Regions from separate parts of the Mus musculus genome. Here regions 1, 2 and 4 are each linked to region 3. A link is a contact called in public HiCAR-type, HiChIP or PLAC-seq and Micro-C data. All regions are on one chromosome and are shown on one strand. Each heading gives the region's core, a stretch centred on a gene start, on an enhancer-like site or on the middle of the called end of the contact. The rest is flanking DNA. Distances are from core to core; before and after follow the strand shown.

Region 1 (3,182 bases), core at 474-2,973, 1.1 Mb after region 3:
CAAGAAGCTGCCAGCCTTTCCTGGGACAGGACCAGAGGCAAGGTCAGTTAGGCAGAGTGTGGCCAGTGCTGGTCCCAAAGATAAGGCCCCTTCTTGGAAGCCGGTAGGTGAAGTTTTCCAAGTTCCGCCAAGCCTAGCAGGCGATAAAGAGTCCCCACGGGCCAACGACGCCAACTACGCGCACGACACCGCAGGGACCTGCGCAAGCACTGGCCGGCTACCCCCCCCACCCCCTTCACCATTATTTTTGGCCCCACCGGTTCCCTCTAGCTGCGTAAACAAACTAGCCACCCGCCTGGCAACGCCCGCCAAAGAAGCCAGGCGCGACTTGCGCCAGGACCTGGCCCAAAGAGGGGGGCTGGAGGCGCAGTTGGCTGCACGACCTCCTGCTAGGACAGTCCTGCAGGCTGCCCTAACATACAGACCCCACGAGGTGACGCTCAGGGATAGATGGGGTAGATAAGGCAGTAAAAGGAAAGAGATGAAAAAGGAGGAAGGAAATGAGAAGAGAAAACGGTTAGAGGAAAGAGAAGAGCCAGAAAGTAGGAGGAAGGGCTGCCCAAGGAGCTCAAGGCAGCGCCCGCGTCGGCCCCAGGCCCTTGGCACCTACTTCTTGACGTTGGCCTCTCCATTGGGGATCCTGCGCAGCTTTTTCTTCTTGAGGATCTTGACCGCCCTGCGGCATAAGGTCTCGGAGTCCAGCACCTCCTTCACCTTGCCGTACGAGCCCTCCCCGAGCAGGTCCCCCATCAGGTACTTGCCGATGAGCTTGGCGCGTTTGCGGCGCGGCTGGTAGATTACCTCGGTGGAGTCGATGCGGTGGATGAAGGTGTCCATGCCCACCGACATCAGCTCGCCCTCGGAGAAAAGGCCCAACGGCTCGGGGTCCGCCACGTCCATCCTGGCCCACTCTTTGTCCTCGTCCCCTTCGGGAGCGCCAATTCTTTTCAAGTTCGAATTCCCCCCCCCCCACCCGCTTCTTCCAAATGTTCCAAGAAGGGGAAAAAAGGAACGGGGAAAAACAGGAACGACCTCCACAACTCTCCCGGTCCCCACAACCGGGTCCACGTCCGCTTCCTGGGCGCCAATTCTTCACTTTTGATTTTCCCCTTTTCTTCTAGGTGCTCAGGGAGAAAAAAAATGAAAATAAGAATGAAAAAAAAAAAAGCAATGAGCCCCCCCAACCCTCGCGTCCCCCCAATTCGGGTCCCCGGGGACGCTGCTTCCGACGGAGGCGACGGTCCGCCGTCGCGGCGCGCGGGCCGCTAGGTCATGTTCGCCACTTGGGCCCCGCGCTCAGGGGCCCAGGCGGCCGCGTCGAGGCCGGTCCGCGCCGTCCATGTCCGGCCCGCGCCGAAGCCGCGCGCGGCCCCTTAGTTCTACGACTTCTCGGGGCGCAGACTCCACCCGGACGCGGGACACCGGGACACCCGCAAGTCGCGGACACGAAATCCGGACAGGAAATCTTCCGGGGACCGAGGGGGGAAAAAAACCACCCCAGGCGGCGCGTCCCCCTCGCCGCCTAGCCGCCGCGCGACAGGCAGGAGGCCGGAGCGGCGAGGGGGGAATCGAACTCCAGGCAGAAAGATGCTGCCCGCGAGAGACAACTCCACGCCGGCGCCGCCCTCGGCGACTCGCGCCTCACTCGCGGACGCCGTGAGCCGCCTCCCCTTTCCTAGACCGACACGCCGCCGCCATCTTGTTTACCGCCCTGCGCCGCGCCGTCGTCGCACGTCGCAACGGTGGACACGCCCCCTCGCGGAGCCGACGTGCGCGGCAGTTGGCTGTAGCTTTAGGCCCCACCTTTCGGACCCGCCTCAATCGCCAACGAGGATTGGGCTATTTGGATCTAGGTGGGCGCCCGAGCTGACATTGGACAGTTCGGGTTCCATCTGAGAAGGCGTGATCTAAATTCTCATTGGTTGTCTGAGACGCCCGTCAATGGGAGTAAGCAAGCGACTGTAAGGGAGCGGCCGTGGGCTGTGGCTTCAAGCCCCGCCCCTCAGTGGTTGGCCCTGGTGTGTGGGGGCGGGACTTTATTTGCCAGTGGCTGTCGCAGACGCCCGTCAGCAAGCGCGACGGGCCAGCGAAACCTCTGGGCTGGCTGTGGTGACCTCGGAGTTTCGGGCCTCCGGTTAGAGTTCACGCGCGTCAACGTCCTCCGGGGAACGGCCGCGACTGGAGGCATGGGGGAGGGTGGAGAGAGAGGCTCGTGGATCCCTAAAGAGATCCAGCCCAGGCTTGCTCTTAACGGCCTTGGGGGAGGGGTCAAAGGTCAAAAAGTAGCCCAAAGTCGACACTCCCGAACCTGAAGCCTTAATGTAGCGCCTCTGAGATCCATGGCATAGAGAGGAGCGTTTCCTGTGCAAAATAAGAGCAGCTGGGCTGGTGAGATGGCTCAGAGGTTGCGGGCGATTGACGTCAAATCTGACTTCATGAGTTCGATCCCCGTAAGTTCACAAGGTGGCTAGAGTGAAATGCCTCCCTCAGGCTGTCTCTGAACCTAGGGACTCCGTGGTAGGCGCGCGCGCGCACACACACAACACAGAATTTTAAATAACAGTTATCAAAAAAGGTGGCTGGGTAAGACGTCGCCGCTGGCCTCAACTCACCTGCTGCAGTGTTTTTGGGTGGTTAATCTAATTATTTTTATCTGTGCCCTTTTTTAACTGCACGAATAAAAAATAAGGGTTGGAGTATGATTGAGGGACGAGTGCTCACCCTGCCTGACTCCCTCTACACACAAGTTTACGCACAGGCCGGTTACAAGGTCCATAGATCCGTGAGTCTATGGTTCCCTCCGAGGCCACTAGGGGGCGGGGTGTACTGCCAGGAGAGTCCTGGGGGAGGGAGAGACCTAGACTCCAGGAAAGGTGGGAAAAGTGCTTGCTCTACATGTGTTCAGCCTTCAGGACTTAAAAGGAGGAGAGAACTGACTTATGCAAGCACATAAATTAAGAAAAAAGATCAGAGAAACAGACGTGAAGACAGAAATCCAGGGAAAACACAGACTAGACAAACAGAGTCAGGCTGGATGGAGGGACAGGTCAGGGGTGAAGAGCACTGGCTGCTCTCCTGAGCACACAGGTTTGCTGGCCAGCACCCACATCACACAGGGAGACTCTGGAGTTTCACCTCCATTTCATTGCTCTGACATTGCCTTAAACTATGGCAGTGATAAG
Region 2 (3,212 bases), core at 74-2,573, 1.0 Mb after region 3:
TCGCTGGCTCTCATGACCCCGCCTTCCTCGCCTTGGGTCTCCAGCCATCTTCCTCCCCCACCTCTCATTACCATCCTCACCATGCCCCACCCCCTCCAGCCTGAATTCATTTCCCGACCTACGTATGCGCCCCATGCCACCCACCAAAATTGATGCCCGCTGCTCTCTGCCTGGGTGCGCTGAGGAAACGTAGCCTTCTGGGGGGGGGTACATCGTTTATTCAGGTTTCGCCCCACAACTCCTCCACCATCCAGTCTGAAAAACACTGGTGACGGTGGAGCCTGCGGGCTCTTCTTCCATGGGAAAGGGGTTTGCATGCTCACGCTGGTGTGGGAAGTAGGGATGGATGGCCAAAATGGCCTTTATTACTCCAGAATCATCTTCATTCCCGGACTGAGTCAGGTGCAGTTTTAACAAGCCCCTTCTGAATCCACCCCACCCCATGATGTGCCCTAGCCTCAGTTTCTCCACGCTTCTGGCAGAGGCCTGGTGAGCAGCCATCTTGGCCAAGCCTTGGGGCGCCCCTGTGGGCGGCCTCCCCCGCGCCCCCGCCCGCCTCCCTCTGCTTGGCAACAGCCCCCCCCCCCCCCCCCGCCACTGCGCGGCCCTGCGCACCGTCGCCATGGGAACCAAAATTTTCAGGCCAGGAACAGATGAGCGTCTTTTGTCCTTTGCACTCCCACCAGTGTGGGGAACAAGGACCTTTCCCTATCGAGTCGTGACTGGGGGTGGGGGAATCATTAGTACAGCCCCGCCCACACCTTAGGTGCACTACCTTCAATTCCTTTTCTGCACCATGAGACCCTGAGACAAGAAGGACACCTGGGATGTTGCCTGAGTATGCTGTGGAGGCGTCATGTGTTTGTTCCTCCAAGGGTGCTTTCCCTTTCCTGGGCATGGCTGCGCTACCTTGCCGGTCTGGCCACCCCAGCCAGCCAGGGAGGTGGTTGGCATTTGGGAAAGCCACATTTACACACACACATACACACACACACACACACACACACACACACACACACACACACACACACACAGTGCTGCGCAAGCGCGATGACACCTTTTATGTGATAAAGATGGCGAAAGAGAGGTCCTGGCGTGTGTGTGTGTGGGGGGGGGGGGGAGCCTTGGCTCCAGGCACCCCTGCGGGGATGGGGAGTTGGGGGGGCACTCACATTGTAAGACTCGGCCCCACCTGTCCATGAGTCACCCCAGTGACGGCGGCTGCTGCTGCTGCACGGGGACGTAGGGGCTGACTTGCAGGGGCTCTTGTGGGGAGGGGCCGGCAGAGCTGAACCTGAGCTGGCTCTATGCCCTACTTGTAGCCTCAAAATGCAGCCCACGGCCACCATGGCCACAGCGGCCGCCACTACCGCCACTGTTGCCCTGACGACTTCGTGGGACAATGCCACCAGCCGCCCCACGGTGGGTTGGGTGACTCCTGGAGACTGGGGGTAGAGGTGGGATGGAAACCCCACTCTGCGGTGGAGCCCTGACATGCCCCGCCCTGTGCACTCAACCCCGACTCAGGCGGAGCCTGACCCCATCTTGGACAACTATGTGCTGCTGGTGGTGGTGATGTCGCTGTTCGTTGGAGGCACGCTGGTGGTGCTGTCTGGCGTTCTTCTGCTCTGCAAACGCTGCTGGGAGGTGCACCAGCGCTTCAACAGGTGCTTGTCCTGGGAACCACTTGACACATGCCCAGGCGCGCTTGCAGAGCCTCAGAGTGGAGACGCCCCATTCCTGCTCACTCTTCTTCCCCTTTCTTCCTCAGGGCCATGGAGGAAGCAGAGAAGACCACCACTACTTATCTGGACAACGGCACCCACCCTATACAAGGTGAGGGGCCCGCGCGGCTTGCAGCACCCCTAGCTGCACTTGACTGTGCCTCCCGCCGCGCCCCACCCCTCGGCCCCCTGCCCGCCCCCTCGGGCCGCCTGACGGTCTGTCTGTCTGTCTCCCCCACCAGACTGGGCGCAGTTCGAGTCCGACTCATCTCTGTTTCCTTAACGCCCAGGCGTAGGTGCGCACAGGCGCGTGCTGAGAGCGAGTGAGTGTGTGAGCGGATGAGCGAGTGCCCGCCGCCCCGCCCAGCCCGCCCCGTCCTGCCCTCACTCGGCCCGTGCCCCCCTCCCAGCCCACCCCGCCCAGCGGCCTGCCTGGCAGCCAGACACGCGCGGCCCACCCCGGGCCCACCCTCTCTTGGCTCTCCTCACAGACCCCGACTGCAGGGGGGAAGACCCCGAGGGCCAGGACACCGAAACAGAGCGCTTCCTAGCCACCAGCTCCACCGGCCGCCGCGTGTCCTTCAACGAGGCTGCCCTGTTTGAACAGAGCCGCAAGGCTCAGGACAAGGGCCGCCGGTGAGAGAAGTCAGGGGGAGGTCACAGCAGCTTGGTGATGAAAGCTGGGGATCCTGGCTCAGGTCTCTTGGTATGGGCTGGCAGGGTGGAGAGTAGAGTAAGTATCAATATCGAGGTCTAAGCAAGGCTGAGGCAGGAGAATTACTAGAGTTATTTTTAAATTTTTACCTATTTATATGTCTTTGTGTGGGGGTATGTACATGTGGTTTCAAGTGCCCACAGAGGCCAGAAGAGGGTGTCAGATCTCTCTGGAGCTAGAATTACAGGTGGTTCTGAGTAGCTCAGTATAGGTGCTGGGAACCCAACTCAGGTCCTCTGCAAGAGCCATAGTGCTCTTAACTCCTGAGCCATGGTTCCAGCCCCAATTGCTACAAATTTCAGACCCCGACTGGTCTGCATAGAAAATACACAGAGAGAGTTCCAGGTCAGCCATGGGTGTATTTCAAAGACCTGCTTTAAAAAGAACACCAGCACATGGTGGGCAGAGCCAGGAAGATTGCTGCAAAGTTCAAGGCCAAACCCAGGCTAGAGAGTGAGACCTGGTCTCAAAAAACAAACAAACAAATGGCAGTCTCCAGCAGAGGCAGGTGGGTATTTAGTGAGTTTAAGCCCAGCCTGGTCTACATAGAGAGACCTTGTCTCAGAAATTAAACAAAAACCTGTCACCCCAGCATTTGATAGGTGGAGGCATGAGAATTAAAAGCTCAAAGTCTTAAACAGGGAGAGACCTGTCTGTCAAGATGTTAAATGTAGGTGCTATGCGAGGGACTGCCAAGGGCTGACTGCTGGGGTCCCCAACATAGGTACACCCTGACAGAAGGGGATTTCCATCACCTCAAGAATGCCCGCCTC
Region 3 (3,236 bases), core at 109-2,608:
GTTCCAGACCAGCCAGGAGTACATAGTAAGACTCTGTCTCATGGGGGAAAAGAAGAAACCGAGCTGAGAACAATCCCATAGCAGACAATGCTCCGAGGCACTGTCCCCGGCTCAGGGGCAGCAGCTACAGGTCTCTGTGTCTCTCTCCACAGAGGACACGAGAGAAAAGGAACTCAGGTTCCCTGTCATCTGGGAACCTGAAGTCTGGCGTGGTACCACCAGAAAACTCTGTGGCCACTGCTTCAAGACACTGAGGAGAGGAAGGGCACCCACCTCCCACGCCACTCACCTGCCAAGCTCCTCTCCCATCTCATAATGGTCCTCAACATCCTCTTGCCTGAATGTGGACATGGCGGCTGGCCTTCTGAAGGATTCTGGGGACACAGGAGCTGGAGGGACAGAGGAAACAGGAAATGTTTATCACGGATCCGACTTCTCCCAAGAGGCTTCCCCAGCATATGTGACACACAATGCCCCTGCCCCAGATTTTCTTTGGTCATCTACAGCCTCTACCCACAATTTGGTCATGGTAGAGCAAACCTGACACCCCACACTGGGGAGCGGAGGGCTGCACGGCTACGAGTTCAAGAGCATACTCAAATACTTGGTGAGTTACAAGCCAGCCTGAGTTCCATGAGACCAGCTCAAGTGACTGGAGAGATGGCTGAGACGGTAAGAGTGGGTGCTGTACTTGCACAGTCTCCAAGTTCAGTTTCCAGTGCTCACTAGTATCTCTAACTCCCAGGCCTGATGACCTCTAACGCTCTCTTCAGGAACCTCAGGTACCTGCGGGCACTGTGACACCCCTCTCAGAAACAAGCATAGATATAACTAAAAGAAGCGGAACAACATCTCTCAAGCAGTATATATATATATATATATATATATATATATATATATATGTACAAAACTATAAAACACAATACAGTGTCAGGTGCCCTTTACCCTAGCACTCAAGAGGCTGAGGCTGGAGGATTAAACAGAGTTCCAAGTCAGCGTGGGGTTCTCTACTCGAAACACTTCCATAGCGTCCGGCTCTTGAAATTCCTACCTAGCTTCCTCACCTGTCAATCATGCCCACCAGCACCCCGGAACTCAGGGGTGTCGCCGGAAACCTGACACATGCGCAGCAGTGTTGCTATTCCTAGAGGTCCACCCCTCGAGATTGGAGAAAGCCATGCCCCTCGCGGGTTCCCTCCCCTCGCTCCCGCCCTCGTCGCGTGTCCCTTGGGTCCCAACACAACGTCCCGGACCCGGCCCATTCGTACCGTCCTCAGCCATCGAGTCCCCGCCCGGTGCCAGCGAGGCCCCCGCGAGAACCTCCGGTACAAATCCTGAGACGGCATCTACGCATGCGCTGACAGCGCAGGGGCACACCTCCGCAAAACCCGAAAACCAGCGCTCATTGGACTACGACTTTAACCGGAAATTGAATGCACACGCTCATTGGTTAGCATCTGACCTCTCAGCGGAAGCGGACGTTGACTAGTGACGTCATCACCCAAGGCTAGGCGAGAGTCCAGTGCTCATTGGCCAGCCTGACAGATTCACAGGAAGGCTCGACACCGCCCTTGTGGAGCACATCATTATTGGGCTCCTGGCTGATGATTGGCTAACGCGAGAGGCTGAAAGCCAATAACCTGGAGCCGGGTATGCGCAGACCAAACCCCTGATGTGCAGGTCTATGGAGTGATTCAAGTTTGTGGAATGGACTGAGGCAGTACTGTGAACTCACAATAAAACCCATTCTGTCGCACGGGGTGCAGTGTGTGTGTTATGTGTGAATCACCGCAGGCCACCTAAGGGTAGCCAGATACCCTGAAAACCAGGAAAGCGTGCGCTGTACAAAACAGAGTTGCGAGCACATGTGGATCAACCACTGTAGTTTATTACTCCAATGATTCATTCCCACAGCCGGGCTGCAAGTCTAAGGCAGGCTGCCTGCCTTCCTGGAGGCACTTACCCCACCTCCCCCTCTGGGGGAACTCCACTTGGCCATGGACCCCAAAAACCTCTGAATGCATTTATTTAGACTTTTGGACATCTGCGCGTTTCCCTCTGAAAATGTTAAGAGCCGTGTCCCGCCCACCCCACAGCCTGCCAGTCCAGCCTGCAGAGAGATTCCCGCTATCTTGTAATTCCGAAATAAATAGAATTGGTAGCAAGTGAGTGCTGAGTGATGTCAGGGTGGCCCCAGCAGCCTCTAGAGGAGCACTGTGGGACAGTCTCAAGGTGTCTTCTGATGGGTGGGCACTGTGCAGCATGTGGCAGTATCAGGCTGCCTACAGTTTGTCCAGGAAGTTGTCCAGCGCTGGGATGCCCTCTTTCAGGCCCTTGCGCTTGCGCGTCTCAGCTACCACTTGGCTGGGGCGGCTGCTGTTGTCAAAAGGATCCCCAGGCAGGATCTGCCAGTGGTCAAACACGCACTGGGGGAAGGCCTGGCCGCCGGTGTTGGATCGCAGATCAGCGGTGAAGCCTAGACAGAAGACAGGAGACTCAGGTGACTTCCCTGGGGGGGTGGGGTGGGGGGGGGACATGCTTAGCTGTCTTGCCACCCCTCCCAGGAGGGATTCCTGGGTCCTTTGTTTTGGTTTCTCTGTGTAGTTTGTAGCTCTGTCTTTCCTGGCACCCTTAAGCAAGCTGGCCGTGATGACAGAAATCTGCTTCTGTTCTGCACCCCGCAGCTATATTACACAGGCCTTGCAGGTTATCTGCAAACCCCAGGGACCAGACACTCACCAAAGGACTCATTGACAGGCAGGTATGCCTTGACCACAAACATGGGGGTACCAGCCACCTGGGACTCCTCAAACACATGGCCACGCTTCCTGTTCAGGACACCGTAGATGCCACCCACCACTTGCTCAGGACACTTCGAGGAAAAAGAGAGAACATGGTGAGCAGTGGGCAGAGGCAGGAGGATAGACAGACACCACCTAAGATACACAAGTTACCTGGATCTCCACCAGATAGATAGGCTCCATGAGGCGGGGCTGTGCGGTCAGCACACTGGCATACAGGCAGCGGCGTGCTGTGGGGATGATCTGGCCACCTCCCCGGTGAATGGCATCAGCATGCAGGGTCACATCATGAACATCAAACCGCACACCACGCATGTTTTCCTCACAGAGAGCGCCCTGTGAAGAGCTGGAAGTTAGACACCAGCAGCCCCTCAGAACACAGGGTCACCAATGCTGAGTCACTTACCTCCTTAGTAGCCCACTGGAAGCCAGCCA
Region 4 (2,979 bases), core at 446-2,945, 1.2 Mb after region 3:
CTTAGTTCCCTGGAGCTACAGACAGTTGTGAGCTGCCATGTGAGTGCTGTGAACTAAACCTGGATCCCCTGAAAGAGCAGCCAATGTTCTTAACTGCTGAGCCAGCTCTCTCATTCAGTAGACAGTTTTTCTTTCTTTTTTCAGGTTTATTTCCTTTATGAGTATTTTGCCTGCGTGCCTGTATGTGCATGCAGTGGGCAGTCTGGTGCCTACTGAGATCAAAAGAGGTGTCAAGTTCTCTAGAACTGAAGTTATGGATGGCTGTGAGCCATTCTGTGGGTGCTGGGAATTGAACCCAGGTCCTCTGCAAGAGCAACAAGTGTAGTCAATCACGGGAGCATTTCTCTTTGCTGCTGACTATGGATGTTAACTGACTTTCTGCTTCCTGCGCTGACTTCCCTCATATAAACCACAAGTGTAAATAAATGCTTTCCTCCTCCTCTGCACTGCTTCTGGTTCCTGCCTCCTCCTCCTCTGTACTAATTCTGGTCACTGCCCTTTTCTAAGTTTCTTTCCTGGTTGCTCACGACAGCACTAGAGCCACCAGCAGGTTGAACACTGTCCTGTATCTCAGTCACAAATGAGGACCCTATAGACATGGCCACATTTTTGTTTTCAGAAGTCATGGGTAAGATCTCCAAGACCACCTGCCTACCTCAGGTAAAACTGGACACCAACCAGTTTTACTCTCTAGCATTCCCAAGTGACACATACGTGTGACAAGCTGTTCTCACCTCCCACAGGTAGATGCTCTCTGCAATTCCTGCCAGGACATACAAGCCATTAGGTGCTGTGGTCAGACAGGTGACAGGCCCAGGACACATGATTTTCTGTTGGAGCTGATCCTAGGGACACAGGATACAAGACAAACTATGTGAGTATCAGAACGGAGGCAATGGAAGGTTAAAGTTTTTAGTACAGAGAGCAAGAGTAAGGGGGTTGGGGAGACAGACTGCTCAAGTGAGGGGTTGTCGGTGCGGCTCAGGGTTAGAACCACTGCCTAGAACCTCCCAGTGAAGGGCAGGGTCAGGGCTCAGCAGTAGGGATCCCAGCGGACAAGAAGGAAGCTCTGTGTTCCAGAAACATCAGAACCAGTAACCCCAGGCCTCAGTCAGTCCTGACTATGAAGATCTGCGACTCTTTACGAGGGTAACAAAAGGACGGGCCGTCGGTCTCTGTCTTCCTGCGGCTCCTCAAGATCTCTGATCTGCCATGCTGTCCAAAAGCATGACCTCTAACGGACCCCATTTTCCCTTCTGCATCAAAATTGGCGTCCCTAACACTACAAGCGTGCAAAAGCGGATTCGCCATCGATCTTCATCTGAGCACGCGTGCGTTGGCGCCATCTCCCTAGGAGAAAACCCCTCGGCCTCCGAGTACGCCCTGTCACGCAGCCACCCCAGGGTCGCCGGGACCCCAACCCTGGCGGCGCCCCAGGACTCTCGGCTGCCCCGCGGACGCTGAGGCCCCACACCTTACGCTGCAGCTCCCAGGCGCAGATGTAGTTCTTGCCCTGCTGCGCCGCCAGCAGGTACTCGCCATTGAGTAGCGCCAGGCCTCGCGGCCCCGCTTGGCCGCCTCGGTAGGTGAGCAGGTTGGCGCCCGAATGAAGCTCCCACACCACGCAGCTCCAGAGCTGTGCCGCGGCGTCAGTACACACCACCACTTCCATGGGCGCCGCCATCTTGCTCTGCCAGTCCCGCCCCTGAATCCCATCATCCTTAGAGAGACTGTTAAGATGGCTCCTGGCCGACTAGAACGGCCATAGCGCCTCCTAGAGGCCAAACTGGAAAGTCTACGCATGCGCGGTAGCTTCACCAAGCCGAGGAGGCTGTTGATTGCCTGGTGCTTTACGGGTTCCAGGAGCCCTAACGTGCGCATGCGTAAAAAGTTCGCGGCTCTGGGGCGGAGCTAGCAGCAGGTGAGAGGGCGTAGCCAGACGACCTGCACATGCGTACAAGCCAGTGCGCGAAAGGCGTAATGCTAGACCCAGCCAAGCAGGTTAAAGAACACCAGGAGCTTCTTCGGGGGCGGGGCGGGGCGGGGCGGGGCGGGGCGGGGCAAAACAAAACAAAACAAAACAAAACAAAACAAAACAAAACAAAACAAAACAAAACAAAACAAAACAAAACAAAACAAAACAAAACAAAACAAAACAAAACAAAACAAAACAAAACAAAACAAAACTGGATTCCTGCACATGCGTAGAAGACTGGGGAGTCCCTGGCCGGTCAGCACTGTATTACCTCTGTGTAGTGGAAGGTATTTTTGCTACCTGTTTGCTGGGTTTGTCTTTTTTTTTTCTTTCTTTTGTTTTCTTTTTCTTTCTTTCCTTCTTTTTTTCTTTCTTTCCTTCTTTCTTTTCGAGACAGTGTCTCTTTATGTGCTGGGTGGCCTTGAGCCTCCACCACCGGTGACCGGTTTATTTACTTTCTTTTCTTCTTCTTCTTTTCTTCTTCTTCTTCTTCTTCTTTTCTTCTTCTTTCTTCTTCTTCTTCTTCTTCTTCTTCTTCTTCTTCTTCTTCTTCTTCTTCTTCTTTTCTTCTTCTTCTTCTTCTCCTCCTCCTCCTCCTCCTCCTCCTCCTCCTCCTCCTCCTCCTCCTCCTTCTTCTTCTTCTTCTTCTTCAGATATTTACTTTATTTACATTTCAAATATTGTCCCCTTTCCTGGCTTTCCCTCTGAAACCGGTTTACTTTTTTTTTTTTAAAGATTTATTTATTTATTATATGTAAGTACACTGTAGCTGTTTTCAGACACTCCAGAAGAGGGAGTCAGATTTTGTTACAGATGGTTGTGAGCCACTATATGGTTGCTGGGATTTGAACTCCAGACCTTTGGAAGAGCCGTCGGGTGCTCTTACCCACTGAGCCATCTCACCAGCCCCCGGTTTACTTTTTAAACCTTGTTTTATAGCAAAAATATAAACCACTGATCTTTATACTTTATTTAGACCAAATGAAGTTAGTGACTTACTGCAT

Evidence for each region. Hi-C and Micro-C count contacts between places; a contact is called where the count stands out from the background. HiCAR-type assays count read pairs that join an accessible place to other places. HiChIP or PLAC-seq counts read pairs in DNA pulled down with a chosen protein or histone mark.
Region 1: a contact with region 3 is called in a FOXA1 HiChIP or PLAC-seq map of pancreatic cancer cells. The contact joins the promoter of Stk11 here to the promoter of Dapk3 in region 3. A contact is called at or near these places in 1 of 39 promoter capture datasets (liver), 1 of 115 datasets of contacts at active chromatin or transcription factors (pancreatic cancer cells) and 2 of 9 other capture datasets (adipose tissue and liver).
Region 2: a Micro-C map of embryonic stem cells shows a contact between it and region 3, with 2.8 times the contacts expected there. The contact joins the promoter of Cbarp here to the promoter of Dapk3 in region 3. A contact is called at or near these places in 4 of 39 promoter capture datasets (embryonic stem cells, hippocampal neurons and liver), 2 of 484 Hi-C or Micro-C datasets (B cells and embryonic stem cells), 8 of 115 datasets of contacts at active chromatin or transcription factors (Th17 cells, embryonic forebrain, embryonic stem cells and 4 more) and 4 of 9 other capture datasets (adipose tissue, liver, macrophages and 1 more).
Region 4: a HiCAR-type map of astrocytes shows a contact between it and region 3, with 3 times the contacts expected there. The contact joins the promoter of Wdr18 here to the promoter of Dapk3 in region 3. A contact is called at or near these places in 4 of 115 datasets of contacts at active chromatin or transcription factors (astrocytes, bone marrow-derived macrophages, cardiomyocytes and 1 more) and 2 of 9 other capture datasets (adipose tissue and liver).

The regions. Positions count from the first base shown.
Region 1 is chr10:80,114,336-80,117,517 of GRCm38.p6, reverse strand. It overlaps Stk11 (serine/threonine kinase 11), which reads right to left and starts at 1,723. Exons shown (of 10, transcript NM_011492.5): 1 at 611-1,723. The coding sequence starts at 900.
Region 2 is chr10:80,135,498-80,138,709 of GRCm38.p6, reverse strand. Cbarp (calcium channel, voltage-dependent, beta subunit associated regulatory protein) reads left to right here and starts at 1,323. Exons shown (of 9, transcript NM_001195268.1): 1 at 1,323-1,422; 2 at 1,528-1,667; 3 at 1,772-1,836; 4 at 2,216-2,360; 5 at 3,164-3,212. The coding sequence starts at 1,330. It also overlaps a transcript of Atp5d not described here.
Region 3 is chr10:81,181,129-81,184,364 of GRCm38.p6, reverse strand. Dapk3 (death-associated protein kinase 3) reads right to left here and starts at 1,358. Exons shown (of 9, transcript NM_001190474.1): 1 at 1,269-1,358; 2 at 290-389. The coding sequence starts at 1,281. It overlaps Eef2 (eukaryotic translation elongation factor 2), which reads right to left. Exons shown (of 14, transcript NM_007907.2): 11 at 3,208-3,236; 12 at 2,955-3,137; 13 at 2,740-2,872; 14 at 1,856-2,476. The coding sequence ends at 2,283.
Region 4 is chr10:79,958,868-79,961,846 of GRCm38.p6, reverse strand. It overlaps Wdr18 (WD repeat domain 18), which reads right to left and starts at 1,695. Exons shown (of 10, transcript NM_175450.4): 1 at 1,475-1,695; 2 at 735-845. The coding sequence starts at 1,684.